4 separate regions of the Mus musculus genome follow, and all the other regions are linked to region 3. A link is a contact called in public HiChIP or PLAC-seq and promoter capture Hi-C data. All regions are on one chromosome and are shown on one strand. Each heading gives the region's core, a stretch centred on a gene start, on an enhancer-like site or on the middle of the called end of the contact. The rest is flanking DNA. Distances are from core to core; before and after follow the strand shown.

The links. Promoter capture Hi-C pulls out the DNA fragments that hold promoters and counts their contacts. HiChIP or PLAC-seq counts read pairs in DNA pulled down with a chosen protein or histone mark.
Region 1: a contact with region 3 is called in an H3K27ac HiChIP or PLAC-seq map of epiblast stem cells, with 3 times the contacts expected there. The contact joins two enhancer-like sites. A contact is called at or near these places in 1 of 484 Hi-C or Micro-C datasets (embryonic stem cells), 3 of 115 datasets of contacts at active chromatin or transcription factors (embryonic stem cells, epiblast stem cells and pancreatic cancer cells) and 1 of 9 other capture datasets (macrophages).
Region 2: an H3K27ac HiChIP or PLAC-seq map of embryonic stem cells shows a contact between it and region 3, with 4 times the contacts expected there. The contact joins two enhancer-like sites. A contact is called at or near these places in 3 of 39 promoter capture datasets (the C10 cell line, the HPC-7 cell line and frontonasal cranial neural crest) and 2 of 115 datasets of contacts at active chromatin or transcription factors (astrocytes and embryonic stem cells).
Region 4: a contact with region 3 is called in a promoter capture Hi-C map of liver, with 2.1 times the contacts expected there. The contact joins the promoter of Zfand1 here to the enhancer-like site in region 3. A contact is called at or near these places in 3 of 39 promoter capture datasets (embryonic stem cells, liver and neutrophils) and 1 of 484 Hi-C or Micro-C datasets (embryonic stem cells).

Annotation. Positions count from the first base shown.
Region 1 is chr3:9,006,611-9,010,458 of GRCm38.p6, reverse strand. No RefSeq gene overlaps it. Among named protein-coding and RNA genes, the nearest start is that of Gm46832, 19 kb to the left of the region's middle. Within about 2 kb of position 1,993, at least 14 of the 459 cell types and tissues checked have an H3K27ac peak or open chromatin away from gene starts, as enhancers often do. A contact at or near this core is called in embryonic stem cells and epiblast stem cells, where this site is marked.
Region 2 is chr3:10,305,287-10,308,979 of GRCm38.p6, reverse strand. No RefSeq gene overlaps it. Among named protein-coding and RNA genes, the nearest start is that of A930014E01Rik, 9.2 kb to the right of the region's middle. Within about 2 kb of position 1,884, at least 31 of the 459 cell types and tissues checked have an H3K27ac peak or open chromatin away from gene starts, as enhancers often do. A contact at or near this core is called in embryonic stem cells, where this site is marked.
Region 3 is chr3:9,518,613-9,522,734 of GRCm38.p6, reverse strand. The region is part of intron 2 of Zfp704 (zinc finger protein 704); the gene reads left to right. Among named protein-coding and RNA genes, the nearest start is that of Zfp704, 89 kb to the left of the region's middle. Within about 2 kb of position 2,159, at least 163 of the 459 cell types and tissues checked have an H3K27ac peak or open chromatin away from gene starts, as enhancers often do. A contact at or near this core is called in embryonic stem cells, epiblast stem cells and liver, where this site is marked.
Region 4 is chr3:10,349,291-10,353,319 of GRCm38.p6, reverse strand. Zfand1 (zinc finger, AN1-type domain 1) reads left to right here and starts at 2,003. Exons shown (of 8, transcript NM_025512.3): 1 at 2,003-2,078. The coding sequence starts at 2,024.

The DNA.
Region 1 (3,848 bases), core at 744-3,243, 510 kb after region 3:
GGAATGCCTTAACAACCATGCCTGGGGGCTGTTCTGCTTTGTTCTCAGTCCCAGGCCGGGGCAGTGGGCTCCTAAACAACTCACAAGTTACAATATTTTATCTTCCTTCATAAGCACCTTATCTTCATTTCTCAAGAGCACCAGTGACATATGTTGCTGTCCATGGGGCTTCTCCCTCATCTCTAACACTGTGGGGTCTTTGTCTCCATTGTTCTGAGTGTGCACCTTGCTCTGGGTTCTCAGCGAATGCTCTCAGTCTGGAAATTCTGTCCCATCTCTCTTCCTTAAATTCCTTTTGGACGGTTGGCCTCTTGGATCAGTCTTGTAATTTTCTTCTCTATTTTTCAGTTCTATCTTCTGCCTCACCTTTTGGAAATTTACTTTGTATAGTAGGTTGAATCATATGCCACTTTATAACTATGACAATCAGTGCTCTGCTATGTACAGAACAAGGCCCTCGGAGGGCTGCGTGCTTCCTGGAGACTCTTGAGAAATCCCAGTGCTTTGCTTGTTAAGGTCATTGGCAGAGGTTGATTTCTGATGGATGTCAGTCAGGAACTCTTCTAGCTTCTAGCTCATCTCTACAGTCCTTGGCTCATGGCTGTCTTCATCCATCTTGAAATAATAACAGAGGGTCAACTTCCTCTCATGTTTTCTACACTCTGTGTTTCTTTGTGGCATGTCTCAGCTTCTAGTCAGAGGGGACTCCTTTGTTTTGTTTTGTTTTTTGTTGTTGTTGTTGTTTTTAATTTGCTTTTTGCCTAGAGCTGGGACTCCTGGCATGTACCACTATGCCTGGCTCTTTAGATTGGGCCTACGAAATAATTTAGGCAAAATTCCTTAGCTTAGTTTCCCTGTTTCAGCATCTCTGGCTTTACCTTATAAAGTTGTTTTTCCTGTCACAGGGTCTGAAGATTAGGACACACACACACACACACACACACACATGCACTCAACATATTTATATGCAACACATATATGCAATATATACATTTGTTTTTATTTATTTATTTACTTTTGAGGCAGAGTCTCTCTATGTAGCTCTGGAGCTCTGGCTGTCCTGGAACTCACTTTGTAGACAAGGCTGGCCACTGCTTCTTTAGTGATAGGATTAAGGTGTACAGCGCTGCTGCCTGGCAGGATTCACATATTTTTGTGCATCTTTGCTGTGCAAGGGGACACACACACACTGAGTTATGCACCAACCAAAGAATGTTTTTCATCTTGAATGTAACAGTGACAACTTCAAAAGTCCATTTTTTTCCTTCAATATGTATAGTTGTTTTCCCTTGTGAATTATTATTTTTCTAATTGTTACTTTTGTCTGTGTGCCTCCCACATCTCTCTTCCTTACCGCCTTTTTGGGGAAGAAGGGACTGCCCACTTCCTGTTAGCCCTTCAGCTCATCCTTTTGCTTTTTCCCCATTCTCGAGACAGAGCCTCAGATAGCCTAGGCTGGCCTGGATAATCTTGACCTTGTGATTCTCCCGCTCCTATCCTGATCCCTTGAGTATTTAAGGTGTGCACTACACGCCTGGGTTTATCCTTGTTTTTTGTTTGTTTTCTTTTCTTTTTTGAACTCTCTTTTGTACCACCAACTCCTGATGCTTGTTTGTGAATGTGCATGGCCTCCTCCCCTGCCCGCTTCCCAGTGCTCAGCCCTGGGAGATCAATTAGCATCACTTAACTTTGTGTACTCTTTGTCCTTGTGGACTTGTCACCTGACTGTAACTTTAGTAGCCTTGGGGAGGAGTAAGCATGGATATAAGTTGGGAAGAGAACTTAAAACCAGTGAACTCTCCAAAGAATGGATTTTATGGTATATAAATTTTATGTCAGTAGAGTACATTTTAAATACTTTTGGTATGTGGTGGTTTTATCGTAAAGCATGACCACAGATTTTAGAGATGAGGAGATTGAACCAGAGACATTTCAGTGAGAGGCCCAGGATAGTGATGGCCAGTGCTGATTCAGCTACATAGTAACAGTATTGTAGCGTTGCCTTTGAGCGAGCAGTGGCCATGCTGGGTATTCAGCACTGCTCCTGTTCTTGTGGTCCTAGCCTAGCCTATTTGCAGGCAACTGGAACTTATACTTAGGAAAGCTGAGCTTGCCGGGTGTGTGTGTGTGTGTGTGTATGTGTGTGTGTGGTGGTGGTGGTGGCGCATGCCTTTAATCCCAGCACTCGGGAATCAGAAGCAGGCAGATTTCTGAGTTCAAGGCCAGCCTGGTCTACAGAGTGAGTTCCAGGACAGCCAGGGCTATAAAGAGAAACCCTGTCTTGAAAAAAACAAAAACAAAACAAAAGCAAAACCAAAAAACCAATATTATCAATGATTCTAAGATAGTGATGATATTTATGCTCTGGGTTGTCTTCAGGATAGATGGGAAAAATGAGACCCCTTGACAGCAGCAACAGCAGATGCTCAGGAGAAAGGGGGCTGCGCTGCTTCTGTGTTTTCTTCCTTCCCAGCCCTCATAACGTAGCTTGATAAATGCCCAGAATGCAGAGTGGCTTAAAAACATACAAGGGGAGTTAAGTGGTCTATAGCTTTTATCAACATAGCCCAGATCAATGCGGTGAGAGCATTTCCCGTTCCTCCTTAGGGATTGCACGTCAAACCTCCATTACTGTTAAGTACTCTTCCCAGGCAATACCTGTTTCTGTACATTTCTAACTTCTTCATTTCATCTCCACCGTCTTTTATACACCTGTGAGGATATAAGAGATAGCTATAATATTGCCTTAAGCAATCCAGTGTTAATACACGACACTAAATTGATCTCTTTCCAAAGTCAGTCTTGACTTCTTGGGCCTCTTAGCCCTTTAGCGCCTTGAATTTTCACGTCCATGCAGGGAAGGCTGGTCTTCTGGATTATGATGACTTCCAGACTGTGCTTTGAGCTGCCTCTTGATTAGCCAGCAAGTCAGAACTGCCCTGGGGTCAGCACACTTAGCAAATAAAAATATTTAGGATGCCTAAGAATTTTGGGTGAATAATGAAAACAAAATTCAGTAAAATATATTGCAATATTATGGGGGAATAAGCTAGTAGTAAAACAAACAAACACACTTGTTATGTATTTGAAATTTAAATTGAAGTAGGTGTCCTGTATTTTATCTGGCAACTCTAGGTCTCCTGAAAGACCACAGCCCGGGCTCCTAGCTTTAGAAAACAACTGCAGTGTGTGTGGGGAAGGAGGCCTCACTATCAAACAGATGCCTCTGTTCACACTGTACCCTTTCTCTAGACCCATGAGCCTCTGCAGGCATGCATTATGAAAGCTCCTGCTTTGGCAGGCTTCCATACATTGTCAGGGCTTTTGGCCTCTTTCCCAGGATAAACTTTTCGATGGCTACTCTTGGTTGGAAGTGTGGTCAAGGAGTAGCTGATGCTCTAATGCAGAGTCAAGGAGAGAAGCAGAGAAAGCCAGCATCTGCGTTACTACCTGTTTCCCCGTCCATACCCCAGACTCAGGGCTGCCACTTCAGGAAGCTTCCAATGTCTTCTACTTGGTGTGATTTTTGCTGGCTGTCAGTTTAGGGAGGTATGCATGATAGGGCAGAATACCACATTCCCCCTTCCTCCCTCCCTCCCTTCCCTTCTCCCTCCCTCCCTCCCTCCCTTCCTTCCCCCATTATTTATTTGTTTAGTGACTGGGCCAGAGAACAAACCTAGTGTCTTCTGCAGGCTAAAATTGCCATACCATACATCTATACCTTCTTTCCTCTTCTCTTCAATACTTGTGCTTGCTTCAGTTAATGTTTTGGGAAACTAATCTACTGTTTCTTATAAATTCATTAATGGTTCAGCTTATAGAAGTACCCACCTGGATGCTGTGGTTTC
Region 2 (3,693 bases), core at 635-3,134, 790 kb before region 3:
CAGAAGCCTTTAACTTTCAAGGTATTTTAGTTGATAATAAATGTTTTTAACATTTATTGAAACAAGAGATTCCTATGTTCAAGCCCGCTCTTTGCTTATATTCTAGGCTAGAGTAATCTAGGTTACCTTGGGCTTCCTAGAGAAACATTGTCTCTAAAGGTTTGCATTTATAGAGCACATTGTACCATGCATTATGGGGAATGCTGCATAGTCAGCCTATTGATTACTCATAAACTGCCAGGACTAGTGATAGTGTACACTTGTAATCCCAGCATTTGAGAAGCCGAGGTACGAGAATTGCCATGAGTTCGAGGCCAGCCTAGGATACATAATGAATACCCACCCAGCCAAGGCCTCCAGAGCAGGATCCATCTCAATAAACGACAACAGTAACAACAAACAGTAATTCTAAGAGAGGCTGTGATCTCCATGGAAACAGATGCTTTTCCATCAGCAGACGTTCCCTGTGCAGATGACCTAGCTAAGCCATGAACTCCTGAGGAAAACCCTGGCTGCACATCTGGGAATCATCTGAGAGCTTTGAACTTGTGTCACTGCTGAGGTCCAAGCCAGTGAGCCAGCATGTTCCAGGCCGGAGTGTTGTAGACTATCTGTATTTTCTTTTTCCCAAGTAATACTGTCCGGTAGCTAAGATCAACATTTGTCTCCCAGAAATAACTGATTTCTTTCTTTCTTTCTTTCTTTCTTTCTTTCTTTCTTTCTTTCTTTCTTTCTTTCTTTCTTTCTTTCTTTCTTTCTTTCTTTCTCTTTCTCTCTCTCTCTCTCTCTCTCTCTCTCTCTCTCTCTCTCTCTCTCCCCCTCCCTCCCTCCCTCCCTCCCTCCCTTCCTTCCTTCCTTCCTTTCTTCCTTTCTTTTTCTAGACAGGGTTTCTCTGGATATCCCTGGCTGTCCTGGAACTCACTTTGTAGACCAGGCTGGCCTTGAACTCAGAAATCGCCTGCCTCTGCCTCCCAAGTGCTGAGATTAAAGGTGTGCGCCACCACCGCCTAGCTTTGATTTCTTACAAGTCTAGATTATGTATCCCCCTGACTCTCCCTCCACAAAGCAAGAGTTGTGTGGTACCCTTTGAAACCTTCCTGTAAAAATGTTGCTGGGTCAGCTCTTTGCTTGGGTGGCTGGTGGTGGTGGGGATTTAATTAACTTTTTTAAGTTCCAAAAATGAACACTAGATGGCAGACAACTCACAGGGAATCGTGGTATTGTTCCAGCATGCTTATTTCTGCTCTGTTTTATATCTCATTCAAATAATAACAAGCCAACCTTTGACATTAATACAGTATTCAAGCCAGTAGTGCTGGTGGGTATAGTGCTGGTGGTATGGGTGCCTAGCAAATGTCAGGCCCTGAGTTTGATCCTCCATCCCTGTAAAATTAATTTTTTTTTAAGATTTATTTATTTATTATATGTAAGTAAGTACACTGTATCTGTCTTCAGACACTCCAGAAGAGGGGGTCAGATCTTGTTACAGATGGTTGTGAGCCACCATGTGGTTGCTGGGATTTGAACTCTGGACCTTCGGAAGAACAGTCGGGTGCTCTTACCCACTGAGCCATCTCACCAGCCCCTAAATTAAATTTTAAAAAATAAATAACACAAGGGAAATCTTTCTGAATTGTGCTCACATTCCCTTAACCAGAGCTGGGGTACCCATATATGTGATTCATTTTTTAAGGTAGTTAATTTTTCATGAACATATGCAAAATACAATAGCTGTCCTTTGTTATCGTATTGAGAATAGTTTCCCCATTAATATATTTTAATATCCCTCCAAAGTAATCGACCCACTTTGGAAAGATTTACAGGGCTAGCTTTCTTTTCTTGGGCCGTTTGTGGCAGCCCCAGCAGTATACAGCAGAGGGCGCTAGTGCACCATGCTCCACCACTTCATGGAAGAATGAGGTGGTGAACACAAAGAATTATACTAAAGAATACTGGAGTAACATCATCATCACTTCTCTGGTCTCATAACATCCAGGCACCCCAGGTCCCACACCGCCAGATGGCTGCAGCTTGCAGAGCCACCCTAGCTGTCGTCAGGGCAGGCAGGCTGTGCAGTGCATCGGGTAGAGTGGGGGTGGGGGTGGGGTAGCAGCAGTGGGGGTGGTGCCTGTGGCTCTTCTACAAGCAGGGGAAGAGCTCTCCTTCCGTGTTTCTTTACTGTCTTCTGTTTTCACATCATACATCAAAATGATCTCTCATGAGGAAGGGCAAGGTCCCCCGTTCTCCTAAAATACAGTCTAAACTTACTAATGTGGACTGCACGGCCATTGAAGATGGTACCTGCACCAGACAGAGGTGGGCTGGATGCTTTTAACCTCAGCAATATACCTTATTTTCTCTTGTAAGCTGTGTTTGGACTTATTTTTATTTTGTTAATTCTAACCTTCACTTTTCATTGTGAGCCCCACCTGAACTCATATTCTACTGACATTCCCGTGTCTAACTTCTGCTTACACATTTTATCTTAGTTTACCTGTTACTTCTTCCAGGAAGCATCACTTCTTCCTCTGAGAGGTCTGCCTTTCTCTGTCAGTTGTAGACTATGTGCTGAGCCCTCACAAGGCCCTGGGTTCAATCCCCGGAAGCCAGAAGAACACTCAAACATGGTGAGGTATGTGTGTAATTCCAGCTGTGAGGAGGTATGCTACATCCACTCCAATAGTGACAAGCCTGGGTGCTGTCCCGAGGCGAAAAGTTCACAGAAACTTAGTCTCCTGGAACCGTGGCATCCTGTATAACGAATGCTCCAATGTCCTTGCTTTAGTTGGTAAATGGATCTGTGTGCTTTCCCTTAATATTGCTTAATTACAAGTGCTCCTAAGGATTGATATTTTGACATATAGCTAAGTTAGATTCTAGGCAGTCCTTGATCCGACCTTGGGCATGAATAGCTAAGTCACTGCCCTACACAGAAATTTACCATTATCTAGGAAGATGGAAGTTTGTGACCTAAAGAGGAACCAGAGTAGATACTTAGAACTATAGATAGCTGAGTTACACCCATACACAGGTATTTACAATGGCCTAGGGGGAAGGTGGACTATACAATAGACTAGAGTAGGAACTATGGCAAGGGCACGAAGCCCTTGCCCCTGGCTTCTAAGATTAAGCTGACCTTAGGTGGGGCTGCCTTTGATTCCCAGTTGTTGACATTGAATTTTATCCCAGTTGGTTCCTGCCAGTCCTTCCCTGTTTGCATTCCTCTGTTTTGTGTAAGAATCCAGTAACCTCTTTGTACCTTGTTGGTGTGTCACCTAACTTCCCTATTTTCTTCTGTATAAAAAGTTTGATGCTGGATTTGACAAATTACATTCAGATCCAGCACACTCTCTCGTTCTGTGTCTGTCTGTCAATTCCCGCCGACTCTATGCCCGTCTGTCTGAACCCCTGATTCCCACGAATTGAGGGGGGCCTACTGGGCCCGGTCGGTGGCAGAGGTCGAGGCAGGAGGAGCAGGGAGTCAGGGTTATTCTTTATCGTATGTGTATGTAGCAAGTGTGGGGTCACCTGGGATATAGGAAACCCTGTCTTAGAAAAAGAAAGAGCTGGGTGTGGTGGGAGGCAGAGGCAGGTGGATTTCTGAGTTTGAGGCCAGAGTGAGTTCCAGGACATCCAAGGGTACACAGAGAAACCCTGTCTCGGAAAAAAAACCAAAAAACAAAAAAAGGAAGG
Region 3 (4,122 bases), core at 910-3,409:
GTGAACACTCGGTGTCAAGAGCCACAGGCTTGGAGAAGTTAGCTGTGTGTCTCTCGTCTCTTGGCAGTCTTGTCTGTCCTTCCTCAGACCTGTTCTGTTCTGGGTTAGTCTGAAGTGGTCTGTGTGACCTGAGTTTCAGGAGAGGTGCTGAGAAGAATTGTCTGTGGAAGTCGAGTAGATGAAAATCTCAGACCTGCAGTGACTCACCCAAACTTCTGATGGAATACTTATGGTTTGCTAATTATTACTAATTGATTTTATTTTTAATTAACATTCAATCTCGGCAGCTTATACTGAGTTTGCATGCTTGAACAACAGAGGTGTGCTCCTGCCATTTGCTTTGTATCCACTGAGAGCTCGGGACAGTGAGGGAAGATAAGTTAGCACCAACAACAGAGAGCGAGCAGTTTCCCCTCACACCTCACGGACTGCTGCGCACCGTCTGGCCATAACTGACTTTAGCAGAGCTCAGTTGACAGTCCTACCTTAGATCTGGGTGCCAGTTTCTGTTGCTCTAACACAATAACCCGAGTTAATTTGTAAAGAAAAAAGGTCAGTGCAGGGTCAGCTGGCTCCATGCTTTGGGCTGTGGGTGGAGGGTGGGGTGGAGCAGCTCAGATCACCAGCCAGGAAGCAGAAAGGGAAAAGGCAAGATAGATAGATAGATAGATAGATAGATAGATAGATAGATAGATAGATAGATAGGGTCAGCATCTCATAATTCTGTCTGGGGCAGTCTGTGAAGCGGTCTAGCACTCATCCATGGGCTCTGTGTGGGCGGCACCTCCCAGTAGTGCCACCCCGAGCAACCAAGGACTGAAGGCCTCTGTGCATGGATTCCAGGAACAGTTACACCAGAGCAGCCATGAGGGAGGGAACCTGTGAGCAGTTTTAAGTCTGGAGCACCAAGGATATTTTTATTAAGTGCTTTTGTATTGGTCAATGTACAAAATCCAATGCAGGAAAGAAGTATTGTACAGACTTCCCTGGAGCTCTCAGAGTTCATATTTCATGTCAGATGAAGTCACTTCACATTTATACATACTAGTTAGTATTTTCAAGTTTAAGAAGATTTTTAAAAATAAGTAGTCAAGTTAATTTTTTGTTACAATCTTATCATGGAAAGCATGACAGCAGCGCTGTAGATCCATTTGTTCTTTCCTTTTGCGTATTTCTTACACTGGTTAAAGTGACTCTGCCTTAGTGTGGAGGAAGTGCCCAGATCACTAACTACCCACCCTGCTTGGTCCCACCTTCATGGGCAGCCTCACCTGGGCAGACGTTGGGTGGGGAGTGGTCAGGAGACATTTGATTTGTTTGTTTCTGATAATACAGTGTGGTGTTGGAGTGTTTGGAGCCGGCAAGGGAGACCTGCAGCAGTTTGCTCTAGGCTGCATGCCTCTGTGCCTTTGTATGCCATTTCTCTTCCTTGTGGTGGACCTGCATCATGCTGGAGAGCAAGGGCCTGCCCTGGGAGGGGTGCAGAGGCTCTGCGGGTCTTCACAGCTTTTCCCATCAGCTCTGTAGCAAGTTTGGGGCTTAACTGTTCTCTGGGGTTACTCTGCCTGGGAAAGTTGACAGCCCTAGCATGAATTGTATTTTTTTGTTTGTTTGTTTTTTCAAGACAGGGTTTCTCTGTGTAGTCCTGGCTGTCCTGGAACTTACCAGGCTGGCCTCGAACTCAGAAATTCGCCTGCCTCTGCCTCCCAAGTGCTGGGATTAAAGGCGTGCGCCACAGCTGGTGTTATTTTTTAAAATTCTAAAACATTGTGGCCTCTGTTTCATTGCTTCCTTCTTTAGCAAATGCTCCCTTAGAGAGTGAAATATATTTTCCTCTTTAGAGTGGGGGAGGGAAAACCTTCTTCATAGCTACATCCGTCCCTGCTGCTTTTGCGGAAAGATTGATATTTGACACAGAAAGGCATCAACAATGAAAGCTACATTTAACTTCGGTTGTTTGGACTGAGCCCTGGAACAAGACCAAACCGGTTTCTCTGTCAGTGTGTGTGTGTGTGTGTGTGTGTGTGTGTTGTCTGAGTGGCACTAAGCCCAGAAACATGTTTGCATTGCCAAGAGATGGCTCTCAATACAGTGTGTGGTGGGGAAGACTGCTTCCTCGCGCCGGCAGTTGGTGTGCTCTGTGCTCTGTGCTCGCCGCCCTCCAGGAGGAGGTTTGGCTGGGCTGCAGGCTGCACTGAGGAAAGTAGAAACAGGAGCCCGGGCAGGTTGGCTTTGCACACGCGGCGGCTCCAGCCAAAGAATGCAGATCAACCTTGCTGGCTGTTTTGATTTTTTCAGATTTAGGAGTGTAATTAAACACACAGCAGTGGCCAGCTTTGAGGGACTGGGAAAGAAGCACTGTACGGGTGGTGTTTAAACACAGACTGTTTATAAAGGTGTGAAAACACCCCTGCGATGCTTTGTGTTAGCTCGCCTCCCAGCCAGCTGTGAAATCTGAGCCCGTCTCACCTGTCCTGCAGACAGCGGCCTGCTCTTTACCAGTTTAAATCTTCTCCAAGTTGAACAGCAAGGGGCCGGTGGGGCCTGTGGGGCCTGTTTGAGAGCACTGAATTTAAAGATTGCTTTCGCCAGAAGCAGAGCCGGGAGCCACAAAGAAGGAGGTTCAAACCCCCTGCTGTGCTCTTGCCTTTAGCAATTAAGTAAAGTAGACTCTGAAACCTCAGCTCCTAAACCCGACTGCCCCGAGGGGAGGGACGGAGGGAGCTGCTTTGATTGTTGTTTTGGTCGAGGTTTTTGGTATAGGTTTGCCTTATCTCAGTTTGTTTCTTCTTTTTATCTTTTTTCCTTGGCAGTGAAAGTAAAGTGACACGTTTGCAGATTAATGTTGTTTTGATTTTTATGATAAAAGCTTCCTATGCCTCAGAAAATACTGCAAAGTAGCCAGGCCACATTCCATAATGAAATCATCTGTGCTGGATGTATTACTGAGGAGCAGTTAAACTCAGCATGGAGTTGGTTCTAAACCTCCAGGCTTCATAACAAGAGACTATAACTTAGGAACAAAGCTGCATTGCAGTCCAGAAACAAACAGTGACGTGTGATGGTTGAGCAAAAACTTACAGTTCTGACCTCAAAGGGAGAAAGCTTATTCTGTAGACAAATATGAATGAGCGTGGCCCGAGGACACATTTAGGTTACCTCAAATTACTTGTTCTCACACGGAAGCAGTTTAACAAAGCCTTTGTACTAACAGAACAAAGCCATAAATCAAGACACCTTTCACAGACATTGCTGGGGACATTAGGTGGGCAGGTTGAAGCAGAGTGGAGGTACTTCTGCTGGAGGCCTCCCACCTTACGTAATGACACTGTTAGCCTTTTGGTTGGTGTCTTAGTTGGGGTTTCTAGTGCTGTGAAGAGACACCATGACCACAGCAACTCTTATAAAGGAAACCATTTACTTGGGTCTGGCTCACAGTTCAGAGTTAGCCCATTATCATCACAGGGGTAAGCACGGTGGCGCCAAGGCACACATGGTGTTGGAGAAATAGATAGCCGAAGATACACCTGGATCAGCAGGCAGCAAGAAAGCCCACCCTGGTGTCATACTTCCTCTAACAAGGCCACACCTACTCCAGAGAGAGCACACCTCCTAACAGGACCACGCCCTGTGAGTCTTTGGGGCCATTTTCATCCAGTTAACTCTCTTTGCAGCATGTTTCGTGGAGATGCAGCTTCTTTTCGAGAACCTTCTTTCACATGCTGCATGAAGCAGCATATTTGAGCATCAGTGTCAGGGGTCTTCATGTATACTACTACTATCTTCAAGACATACTTCGAAAACAATAGAAATACATTAAAGGCCCTTTCTCCATAATGATTGTGTGATTTATTTTATTTGTTCTTTGGATCTATGGATATACTTATATTGACAAGTCATCCTGTATCCTTTTAATGTTTTAAATTCAGTTTGTAAATATTTTTATTGGTGTGTGTGTGTGTGTGTGTGTGTGTGCGTGCACGCGTGTAGCTCACAGGACAATTTGGGGGAGTGGTTTCTTGGAGAATGAGCATATTGGGGATCAAGTTCAAGCCATTAGATGTTTGATAGTAAGCGCCTTTAGCCCCTGTACTGGCCCTACCTACAGTCCCTCAGTTTGCT
Region 4 (4,029 bases), core at 754-3,253, 830 kb before region 3:
TGTCAAATAACACAGAGCATGTACTCATAACAGACTGCTAGAAATGGAGAGCTCATGTTTTTTTTTTTTTTTTTTAAAAGATTTTTATTTTACATGTATGAATATTTGACTACATACAAGTGTGCACTACATCCACCCCTTTATTTATTGTTATTTATTGTTCTTTTTTTTTTTTTTAATATGTAAGTACACTGTAGCTGTCTTCAGACACTCCAGAAGAAGGAGTCAGATCTCATTGTGAGTGGTTGTGAGCCACCATGTGGTTGCTGGGATTTGAACTCCGGACCTTCGGAAGAGCAGTCGGGTGCTCTTACCCACTGAGCCATCTCACCAGCCCGAGAGCTCATGTTTTTAAAAAAAGTTGTCATGACTAAGTATGGAGGTAGAGGAGTTTCTGATTCATTTATCACTGGAATTTCATCAGTGAGGATATATTTAACAAAGGGGTTGAACACAAATAGATGGAGAGATAGATTTTGGTAAATAATATCTAAAGAAAAAACCAGAAAAGGAGACTCGGGGATAGGAGTAGCTAAACTTTAGTCTTGGGCTGCTATGAGATCTCCAAGAGCTGAAAAAGAAATGTTCTGATTGGATTGGTGGGATATATATTTGCCATCTATTTAGAACATTCAGTCACGGTAACATTCTAGAAAATCTACTGTTGCTTGACTGTACCAACATTAGTAAAACGTAAGTTGCTGAGCCTTAGATTCAAGAAATCGCAAGGGCTGGGAGTTAGCTCTCTGAAAAAACTGTTTGCTGCCCAAGCCTGTGGTGTCTGTTCGAATATCCAGAATGCACTGAAAAAGTATGGTGTGTGGCAATTGTATTCACTTTACTCTTCAGGAGAGCATTTGAGTACCCTTAAGTCACATGGGAGACTATTCAGGTCTGCAGCTGATTGTCACTCATCCACTCTGATTGTGTCCAGTGTCTTGTCAGTAGAAAGACATCCCTTCCTACCCCACCTACAAGGCAAGGCCTCCCCTTAGTTCTAATGAAGAGGCTCGTCAGACATCAAACAGCTCCCTTCATCCTATGACCTAGGAGCTTGCCTCTGCAGTGTGCTCTCCTAACCGAGGAGCGATGTACACTTTAGTTGCATGTATTTTTTTTTTTCCTTACTAGAATTTTAACAAATAATTAAAAGAAGCCTTTAAATTAAAAACAAAAGCCTAATGCTTTCATGGTGAGGGCATTTACTTCAAACTAAAACATCAAGACAATATAGTAATCAGTGTCCCGGTACCTCTCTTGATTGCTATAACATTTTTTTTTTTTGCTAGCATTCTTTTTTTTTTAATTAGGTATTTTCTTCAATTACATTTCCAATGCTATCCCAAAAGTCCCCCATGCCCTCCCCCCACTCTCCTACCCACCCACTCCCACTTCTTGGCCCTGGCGTTCCCCTGTACTGGGGCATATAAAGTTTGCAAGACCAAGGGGCCTCTCTTCCCAATGATGACCGACTAGGCCATCTTCTGCTACATATACATGAGCTCTGGGGGTACTGGTTAGTTCATATTGTTGTTCTACCTATAGGGTTGCAGACTCCTTTAGCTCCTTCTTGCCAGGTCTTTGTTGGCTCCTGGGAATACAGTTACTTAAGAAATCAAGAAATCTTCGTGAGGGAGTTCTCAATTTTGGAGACTCAATGTAGAGAACAGCGAGTGCAGTTTCCAAAAGAGGAGCTAGGTTTTTCTCAAATTTGAGCCCGAGAACCTCAGCTACAAGAATTGAGTTCTACTAAGTCTCTTCTCTTTCTGGAGAGTGCTGGAACCTCCAGGAAGCGCGCAAGTGTCTTCAAGGCCCCGCCTCTCCTGTGGGCCCCGCCCCGCATGCTCGCCTCGCCCCATCGCGGAGTCCCGCCCCACCCCACCGGGGGTCCCGCCCCCGAAAGCCCCGCCTTGCCCCACTACAGGCCCCACCCACCTCACAGGACGCCCCGCCCTCGGTCCTGCCCGCTCCGGACTGACGTTCCCAGCGCTGCCCCGCCCCCTGCCCTTGCGGCGGTGGAAAGATGGCGGAGTTGGACATTGGGCAGCACTGCCAGGTGCAGCACTGCCGGCAGCGAGGTGACGCTGGAAGCCCCATTTTCATCCGCGGGAGACCTGGGCCGGGTTCTGACGGCCGGGGCGGTGGCGGCGGGTGAGGGAGGACGCGGGGCGTGAGCGACCTTCCAGGGTGATACTGGTGGTGTCTTTGTTACTGTTCCTCGGTGTAGGGGCGAACTTTGTGGCTCCCTTGGTTTGCACGCAGATCCCGAATGCACACCTTGCAGACTCCTCGGGGTATCCAGATGGCCTTGCTCAAGAAGCCCTGGTCGGCGAAGCGACTTAGATCAGGACTCCAGTTCCCCTCGGTCCTTACCATTGCCACCGTGGAGCATCCACTTTCCCAGGCTTTTTCTTGATTGATTTTTTATTTTTTTGTCTGACAAATGCGTTGAAGAGCATCAGTTTTCAGCAGTGTGTTCGCAGGTTTTTAGACGTCTTGGTGTTTCTAATATTAACTTAAGCTATTAGTTGCAGATCAGTAAACCACATTTTAGGAAGGTTTAATAAATACTATGGTAATGGTAGACCTTGTCATAAACATAGGCCCTGGTGGTATGCGTCAAAGTTCAGGGTGTTTAGACTCCTATAGCCGGCAAGTCCTTAAAGCGTCAGGCTCACAGTCTGTTAGATCGCACTCCAAATGTGAGCAGAGGGTTTCCTCATGCTGCAGCTTCTGTTAGTTCCTAACAAGGTCTTGAATGCAGCTCTTGGGTTTGGCCTGGATTCCTGCAGTAGGTGATGCCTGCACTAAGCAAAGGCAAGACAGGACGTGTTGTTGTATATGTCCTTTACCATTCACTCAGCAGATCAATTTTGTTTTTGTTTTTTGGTTTTTTTTCCCCATGTAGTCCTTTCCTAGGGAAGCTTGGCTATTTGAATTTGACTGTTAAGTTATATACATCTTGTCAGGTTGATTTACTAGTATGTCTAAATATATCTACCATCTGTGATATAGCTCATCCTTTCCAGTTTCACATATCTGTAGTGTTATTAAGATGAGGCCTATCTCTTGGACTAGCAGAAAGGGGGTGCAGTTAAGTAGGGATATGTGATGCTAAGAAATTATTTTAATCATAACTCTTCCTCCTGGGCTACCTTGAATGGCATATAATACTTGCTTGAACCCTCTAAGTCTCAAAATAGCAAACACAACCAATTTTTCCCATTGAAAGTGACATAATGGGCCAGTGACAAAGTCTGTAATCCAAACCTCGGCGTGTGTCTCAGACAGGAGCATGGCTGTAGGCAGGACCCTCATTCAGAGGCACTAGCCAGGAGTAAGACAGACCCTGCCTCAAAATCACAGTGGGAAGAGAGAACTGATTCCCGAAAAGTTATCCTCCACCCTCCATTTGTGTCAAACAAGAAAACACAACACACACACACAATAATAAGAAAAATAAATCTAAAAAAGTATAAAAATTCTGCAGATTATGTGTTTGAGTTTACATATTGACACATATCTCTAATTTCTTGGCATGAAATTGAAGCTCACAGTATTATGATTCGTTTAATAACAATAGTGATAGCTCACTAGGCGCTTCTCATTCTAGGAAAACATTCGGGCCCTTAGTCTGCAAGCATGATTACCTAGGGGGACCCTCTTGGCATTTTGGATTAAGATACCCTACAAGGTATCTTTTCTGGACTATTAAAGTTCTCTGTAAAGGACTGAGCAGTACTGTCTGGTTGCCATTGTGAAAGCAGTGTGACTGGGTTTGTGTAGCTTATGTGGCCACTTGCTGGGATTCATATATGAGATAGATTGAAGTCAGTTAGAAAGTGACTGAGCCAGGTATGGGGGCTCATACTGTATTTCCAGCACTCTAGAGTCTGAAAAAGGGGGAATGAGGAGTTTAGAGGCCAGCCTTGGCCATATGAGACCTGTGTCAAACAGAAAATAAACACAAAAAAGTGATTGTTTTTAATAATTAGTTTCTATAACTGAGGATTGATACTTGTGTGAACT